Linked DNA regions of Hordeum vulgare: region 1 is linked to region 2. Evidence: chromatin contacts called from public Hi-C data. All regions are on one chromosome and are shown on one strand. Each heading gives the region's core, a stretch centred on a gene start, on an enhancer-like site or on the middle of the called end of the contact. The rest is flanking DNA. Distances are from core to core; before and after follow the strand shown. Region 1 holds the start of LOC123434543 (tubulin-folding cofactor D). Region 2 holds the start of LOC123434507 (endonuclease MutS2).

Region 1 (3,715 bases), core at 473-2,972, 340 kb before region 2:
TAGCACTCTCCTATTACCAATCTGCAACAGGAGGAACGAAAAGAAAAATATGGTGTTCGCAGAATTATTAGGCTAGGAACAGATATCTCTACTAACATATGCAGTATGACGTTAGAAAGAAACAAACAACGACAACGGCAAACCTTAAATATTGATGCTAAAGCTTCCACTATGCCAATGGACCTAAATTGATCCACAAAGTCATCTGTGACAGACAACAAGATTTTGTGTGCCCATTCCATAAAACTGAAGACAAAATAAAGGCAACTCATTACATCCACACGGTGAAGTTAGCTAAATACAAATTTAGACATAAAAAAGTTCCTAGTAGTGACAGAAACTTGACAGTGCTCCGGTGACAGGATACTTTTGAAGGTAATTTAGCAATATGAAATGTATATGCATAATGGCTATAAGCTGAAAAAGATAACCTGCTGAAGGCCTTCAGCATGTCTGGACGAGTCAACAGCCTTGCAAGCAGCAACCCTGACATCCTTCTCATCGGACCAGAGTTGGAGAGATAATCCTTACAGATGTCCAATATCCTTGTCACAAGCGGAACAACCTCAGACCCAGGCACGTCAGCAGTGGCAGCAATGCTCGTGTCAACGGAGGAGATATCGAACGGAATTAATATCAGTATATAAAGCCACAACAGAACGACACACTTCGTCTCCATTTCTCCTGTGCTCTCTTGCCTAAGAGCTGTCGCTGAGCTCATTGTATGGCACTTCTCAAGGAGAGCAACTGCAAGCTCTAGATCAGAAACCTGATGAGGGAAGAATTTGATGACGCTCTTATACCCACAGACTGTAACCAGGGTGTAGATGATAATACACAGAGGCTTGATGATTTCAAGGAGCTCATCTGTGGCAGCACCAAGTTCCATTATCTTTGATCGAACCAAGGACATAAGTGGTGAGATGATGTCTTCTAGGTATGGCTCGAGAAGTTGACCTTCTTCTTGATATTTGTCCATCTATTTCCCAACAAAAACCATGGCATTAATTTGTATCAAGCTTTTAAGCATGAAGGGTTTGGCATAAATTGCACTAGTTCACAGATTGACAAAACCAATCAATTCCCAGTGCAAATTTGATAGCTAGTCCACTAAACAGCTTAAACAGCACCCTACACTATGGAGCGTTCATCGAGTGTTCACTGAAAAAAAAAGGCATTCAAACAAGGGTTTGCCATTTCCCAAGAGCACGGGGCTTGAAAATTTACATGACCTCTTCAGATTTTGTGTGTGCAATTAACAATCAACGCTGAAACAGATTAAGCTCTTCCGTGACCAGACAAGCAGAATCCAGCATTTTCTTACAGGGCTAGGCATTATTCTCGTAGGGATCTATGGTTCAGCGACAGGTAACATCCGGAGAAGGGGTGGGGGAGAGAGCTTACGATGGAGCGGATCCTGTGGACGTCGGCGGGTTCCGCGACGCCGCCAGCGGCGACGATGCGGCGGAGGATGGCGGAGACCAGCTCCCATTCCTGGAGAAAGTACCGCCGCAGGACGACCTCCTTGGAGTCGTGCACGTCGTCGCAGACAGCGGCGGCGGCAGTAGGACCACTCGAGGCATCCCCAGCGCCAGTGCCTGCGGACTGGTCAGGTGTGACAGGCATGGAGACAGTCTCTGTGGGAATGGCGGCGGCGGAGTGGACAGGTGGCTGCGACTTGCGAGTGTGCCGGAGACTGCGCCGTCGTGTTTGTGCGTGTCTCTGATCGCCTGACGCTTAATAGCACCACAGGCGTATTCCCTTTCTTTACGCATCTGTGACTAGGAGGCGTATTTTCTGTCTACAAGACTCTCGCACGCAGGAAGGCGCCTCCTGCCTGGACAGACCTCTCCTTCCTTCCCCGCGAGCACCGTCGCCGTCGTCGTCCATCCCGATGCAGCAGCGGCGCGGCCGGCCGTCCGGCACGGATGGCTCCGACTTCTCCTACCGCATGGTCGTCGACTCCCGTAAGCATCCAGCGCACCAAAACCCCAAACCCGAGCTACCTTCTTGTTCGCTTCGGCAGGCCTAATCCAGCCCCAAAACATCCGCGATTCTCGCGCGCCATTGCAGGGTACCAGAGGGTCGCCGACGGCAGATCCCGCCTCGCCCGGCTCATCCTCGTGCAGGTACGGACCGGCGCGCTGGCTCACCATTCTTGTCATCGCTGATCTGACAAGTGCTCGTCGTGGTTTGCTTTCTGTAGATGCTGCACCAAGTCGCTGGGGGCGCGTCGCTGCTGCTGTCGCTGTCGAAGGGGGCGGAGATAAACAAGTTCGCCGTGCTGTCCGTGGCCGCCGGGCTGCTGGCCATTCTGTTGGGGGAATTTGGTGATGAGTCCATTACAACTGTTCTGAGCTTTTGTTTCCAGATTCCCTGTCTTCTGACCAGAACATTGGATCTCAATCTGGTCTTAGTAGCAAAATCGCCATGAGATCCTACAAGCCTTTACTAGTTTCAGTAGATGAAATGACTGCATAGTTCAGTGGAAGTCTGAAAAACTATATAAATTGGTATTACTGAGCTAAAATGGGGAGCTTAAAACTATGAGTTGAAATTATATAATTGGTGTCACTGAGCTAAAAAGTCTATAGACAATCCAGAGAAAGCATTGCCAAGTCGCCGACGATGGTCACAGGTCACTCCTTGTGTGGGACTAGCGAAACTAGGAGACTTCAGTACTTCGATTATTCTCGTGGTTATCTTAACTCATGAGCTTCGTTAGAGCCTTCATGTTGTATATTGATTGGCATCCATAGCACGAAACCTTTCCTAGTAAGTTGTAGATAGTACTACTCCCACAGTTCCACTTGAGCGCTTCAAAAACAATCATGTTAGGATAAACAAGTATGACTGTTTACAGCACACGTTATTATGGGCCTTCCATACTGACAAGCAAATTGCAGCACTGTATGAGCTTCTGATCCTTGCCCCAACCGTCTCTCGACATATTGGATAAATGATCAAGGGGTTGTAGGTATCCAAAGTTTGAGGCAGCGTGGTGCTGTGCATATAGCTCCCGCTTGCGCAGGGTCCGAGTCTGACCACTTTGGGTCTTTTGTACGCAGTCTTTCCCTGCATTTCTGCAAGAGGCTGTTTCCAGGACTCGAACCCGTGACCTCATGGTCACAAGGCAAGGGGCAGCTCGGTGCATATAGCTCCCGCTTGCGCAGGGTCTGGGGAAGGGTCCAACCACTTTTGGTCTTTTGCACGCAGCCTTTCCCTGCATTTCTGCAAGAGGCTGTTTCCAGGGCTCGAACCTGTGACCTCATGGTCACAAGGCAGGGGGCAGCCCGGTGCATATAGCTCCCGCTTGCGCAGGGTCCGGGGAAGGGTCCAACCACTTTGGGTCTTTTGTACGCAGCCTTTCCCTGCATTTCTGCAAGAGGCTGTTTCCAGGACTCGAACCCGTGATCTCATGGTCACAAGGCAAGGGGCAGCCCAGTGCATATAGCTCTCGCTTGCGCAGGGTCCGGGGAAGGGTCCGGCCACTTTGGGTCTTTTGTACGCGACCTTTCCCTGCATTTCTGCAAGAGGCTTGTAGGTATCCAAAGTTTACTCCCGCCAAGTTGCAAATGTACTTTGTCAGTGGACATCTGAAGAAATAATCTTCAATACTCCATTTGGTTGTCCGCAGTAGGGCATCCTTTTATGCCATTGTTTTATCCAGCTACCCTCATCAGATTATTGCGTTGTGTTCTAGCTGATCATGTTG
Region 2 (3,838 bases), core at 775-3,274:
TCAGATGAGTCTGAGTTTAGAAATGAATATTCACATAAGGCTGATTGTAATGAAAGTATCATATATAGTATCATGCATGTCGATTAAATAATTTTAATGAGGTGTCATAGAATTAATTAAAGAAAAAGAAGGTTAAGTATCATATCATGTTTCGTATCATATTAAATGATGTGCTACCATGATAGTATCATACATGACAATAAATGAACTATTTTATGATACACGGATGTTATATCATACACTAATATCATATGCATGATTAAAAAAATATTATCTTTACCTAATAATACATCAAATAGTGTTTCTGGTCATCTATCATAGTTTTTGCCCTTAAAGTTGCCATAAATTATCCACCATGCCATCCACAAGTCAAAAAACGATTCAGATTTCTTTTCCTGTCAAAATCGTCATGTGGTTTCGTTCTTATATGGTTGGACACAATAGTGTCACAAACACATGTGTAGCAAAGTGGCGGAAGCCTTGCCCTCATATAGTGCAGACCCTGGGTTGAACCTTGATCCTAACGTCTTTTTTGAGTCCCCTTTTCTCTTTTTATTGCAGCTAGCATTCACATCCTCCTCCCTGATACGGGTTCATGGTCCGACCAATATTTTTATCTTTATTTTTATGCCTTTCTTTTCTCATTTCAATTTTTGTTTTACCTATCTTTAAATTAATTCATAATTTCCTAAAAATCCAAATTTTAAAAGACGTGAGTTCTAAAAAACTGTTCATGAAATCATACAATGTTTATTATTCAGAAATTTAGGACTTTGTAAAAAAATCATGAATTTTAAAAATGTTTACGATATCTAATAATGTTCATTATTTCAAAAATGATGTTTAGTATTCAGAAAATATTCCAAAATTTGGAAGATCTTAGGAAAAATGAAAAAGAAATAAATAAAAAGGTAAATAGAAAACTAAGAGAAAATGTGAAACCAAAAAGAAAAGATAAAAATGTAAGATAATAAGAATAAAAACCAGGCAAAAAGCGGTTCATTTGCCAAAAGCGATGGACACTAAATTGTTGACATGAGATTTATGTACCAGTGGCTTAATATTGATTTTCATATTATTTGAAATTATGTTAATAATGATTATTATTTTCATACTGTCACGTGGTCTATTTTAGTGGTTTTTCATAAAATTGATCTAAATAGCTCTAGAATTTGAACGGTTAAGTTTTTTAGGTTTAGGTTTTAATTGGTTTTTGAGAAGTGCTTATATGCCTAGGAATTGGGAGTAGTTTGTGATCGACGAGATTAGTTGTTAAAGTTTTAAACATTCCATTATGCTACATAATAACAAGTGTGGCGTGCAGTGACAAGCTTATAACCTTAAGATTTACTACATCAAATGCATTGTGATTACATGGACACGCCGAACATCATTAAAGATGATTGAATAAATAAATAAGTGTCAACATGATGAGCTACCGTGTTAAAGAAAAAAGAGAACGTTCATACATCAAGGTATTGAACCATACTTATTTGGCTAGGGCATAATATTTTATCTTCCGTTACAACGCCGGGCATATTTGGCTAGTATATATAATATTAGTATATGAAATCTCCATTACAACAACCTAAGGCCCTGTTTATTTCAGAAGTCCCGGGACTTTTTTTAGTCGCAACTTAAAAGTCCCTAGTCCCTACCTGTTTGTTTTCAGGGACTAAATAGGGACTAGAGGTCATTAAATGACATGCAAAAAGACCATGTTACCCTTAGTAATGTAGTAGTTATTAAATGACATGCTAAAAGTAGGGGCATTGTTGGAAAAAGTGACAAAAAAGTCCCAAAAAGACCCTCTCATCGGGACTTCTCCAAATAGTCCCAAATACCCCTTTTTAGTCCCTAAAAGTCCCTCCTATTTGTTTCACATGGGATTTTTTTAAACTTTTTTTAGTCATGCACCAAAAAGTTTCTGGAAACGAACACCCCCTAAGAATGGAATTGGCAACGCGCAAGCGCAAACCGTTCAAATCCGTGTACAACAAGCCGAACTCCGAAGGCTGTAGTGCAGGTCTGGCTAGCCGCGGAAAAACCTTCGGCCGTGCGTTCGCCCACGCCCCTGCAGCCCAGTTCTATCCGAACACACCGGCGCCGTTTGCCCCTCCCCGCCACTGCTCTCCTCCACGGCTCCTCCATGCTTCGCCTCTCCGCCTCTATCTCCCTCCACTACCCTCCTTCTCTCTCCCCATCCGTCTCCCAGCCCCGCCCGCGCCGCCTACGCGCCCTCGTCGTCGCCGCCTCCGCCTCGCCTTCCGCCCGCAGCCTCCGCCTCCTCGAGTGGGGCAAGGTTTGCCGCGCCGTCGCTTCGTTCGCCGGCACCGTGCACGGCCGCGAAGCCACCGAGGTATTTAAGTCTATATATAGGTCCCTGGGGCTCCAACCCTTCCATTGCCTGATCGCTCATGATGCACGGGCTTCGCCTCTGACGCGCGGCGTGGTCGTGCAGAAGCAGCTGTGGGGCGTGGAGGACGTGAGCTATGAGCGGAGCCGGAAGCTTCTCCGGGAGACCGAGGCGGCGGTGCGGCTGCTTGGCAGCTCCGGTGGGGCATTGGATTTCTCCGGGCTGGATACCGTCGCGGTGAGGACCCATGTTTGGTACTCCCCCGTTCACCATTTTAAGATGTTTTAACTTTTTTTTCTAAATCGGCTGTGTGTAGACACGCTTTGTGTGTTTGATCAGAGACAGAGGGGGCAATACACTAATACTATGGTAAATTGGTAATATGCTAAGGAATTCATGTGTACTGACTTTAGTAGAGTTACAATCAAATTGAACTTATACAACATTTTTTTTTTGGAAAAGGAGGTTAAGACCCCCGGCTTCTGCATCAATCGATGCATACAGCCATCTTTATTACTTATTCAACAAAGGTCTGACAAGAACATACATCAAGCCACCTGAAGCCCCCACTCACACCTACAAAACGCGATAATGTGGAGTGCTCTCACTTCACGTATCTAAAACCGATGTCGTCGCCGATCCATTCACATAACGTATCGGAACTAACAGCCGGTGCAGCAGACCTAAAGCGTACACCACACGCACACGTTTTAGAAGCCGTCATCATCATCGAACCGCTGACCCATCTTCAGGAGAGAAATCTGCATCATCCATGCCAGTCCGGCCATCCGTCGACGCCACCACGTCGCCCAACGGTGCCACCTCCCTGCGCTCATCCATCCAGACGCAAAGACTATGTAAGATCTGTCGTGCGTAGCACCTGCCGAACAGGCATGACAAAGCGTAGCACATGTCGGCCGGGCATGACCTGACATCACCACCGAAGCTCCGTGCAGGACGAAGACGCTCCACCTCCTGCCTCTATCTTCCAGCGCTGCTCCACAAACGATGCTCCCTAGAGAGGAACGACACCGCAGTGCTGCCATCTTCCGATCTGGAAAACCAGATCCTAGGGTTTCCCCTGGAGCAGCACGAGTGGATCGACAGTAGTTACATGACGAAGTCTTCATCAAGGTAACGGCGCAGAACGCCGCCATCGTCTGCCGTCGGCTCGGTTTTCACCGGCAACTTTGTCTTCCCGACTCGCAGCCAGTACCGAATCTTGCGACGAGCCCGGTCGCGGGATCCCAAGATCTGCCGTCACCGGTGCCGCCACAAGGACCCACCACCTGGCCCGTCATCCCCGGCGGAGGGGACGCCGCCACCACACCATGGTCGGATCCGGGTTAGCTGTCGCCGTTGCCACCGCCAAGACCGGATCCGGGCTGAACGCCGCCGCTGCCACCGCCAACGGCCACACCCAGCTCCACCTTCATCTTCTAGCCACGTCCAGCCGACCGGCACGCCACGCCCACCCAATCT

What was found. A called contact is a pair of places that touch in the nucleus more often than the background predicts.
Region 1: a contact with region 2 is called in a Hi-C map of seedling, with 6 times the contacts expected there. The contact joins the promoter of LOC123434543 here to the promoter of LOC123434507 in region 2. A contact is called at or near these places in 6 of 6 Hi-C or Micro-C datasets (leaf, seedling and an unstated tissue) and 1 of 1 datasets of contacts at active chromatin or transcription factors (embryo).

What each region holds. Positions count from the first base shown.
Region 1 is chr1H:334,249,693-334,253,407 of MorexV3_pseudomolecules_assembly, reverse strand. LOC123434543 (tubulin-folding cofactor D) reads right to left here and starts at 1,722. Exons shown (of 17, transcript XM_045115518.1): 1 at 1,405-1,722; 2 at 432-979; 3 at 144-246; 4 at 1-21. The coding sequence starts at 1,626. It overlaps LOC123434575, which reads left to right and starts at 1,813. Exons shown (of 6, transcript XM_045115520.1): 1 at 1,813-1,967; 2 at 2,074-2,129; 3 at 2,207-2,330. The coding sequence starts at 1,895.
Region 2 is chr1H:333,909,383-333,913,220 of MorexV3_pseudomolecules_assembly, reverse strand. LOC123434507 (endonuclease MutS2) reads left to right here and starts at 2,024. Exons shown (of 20, transcript XM_045115516.1): 1 at 2,024-2,359; 2 at 2,462-2,593. The coding sequence starts at 2,150.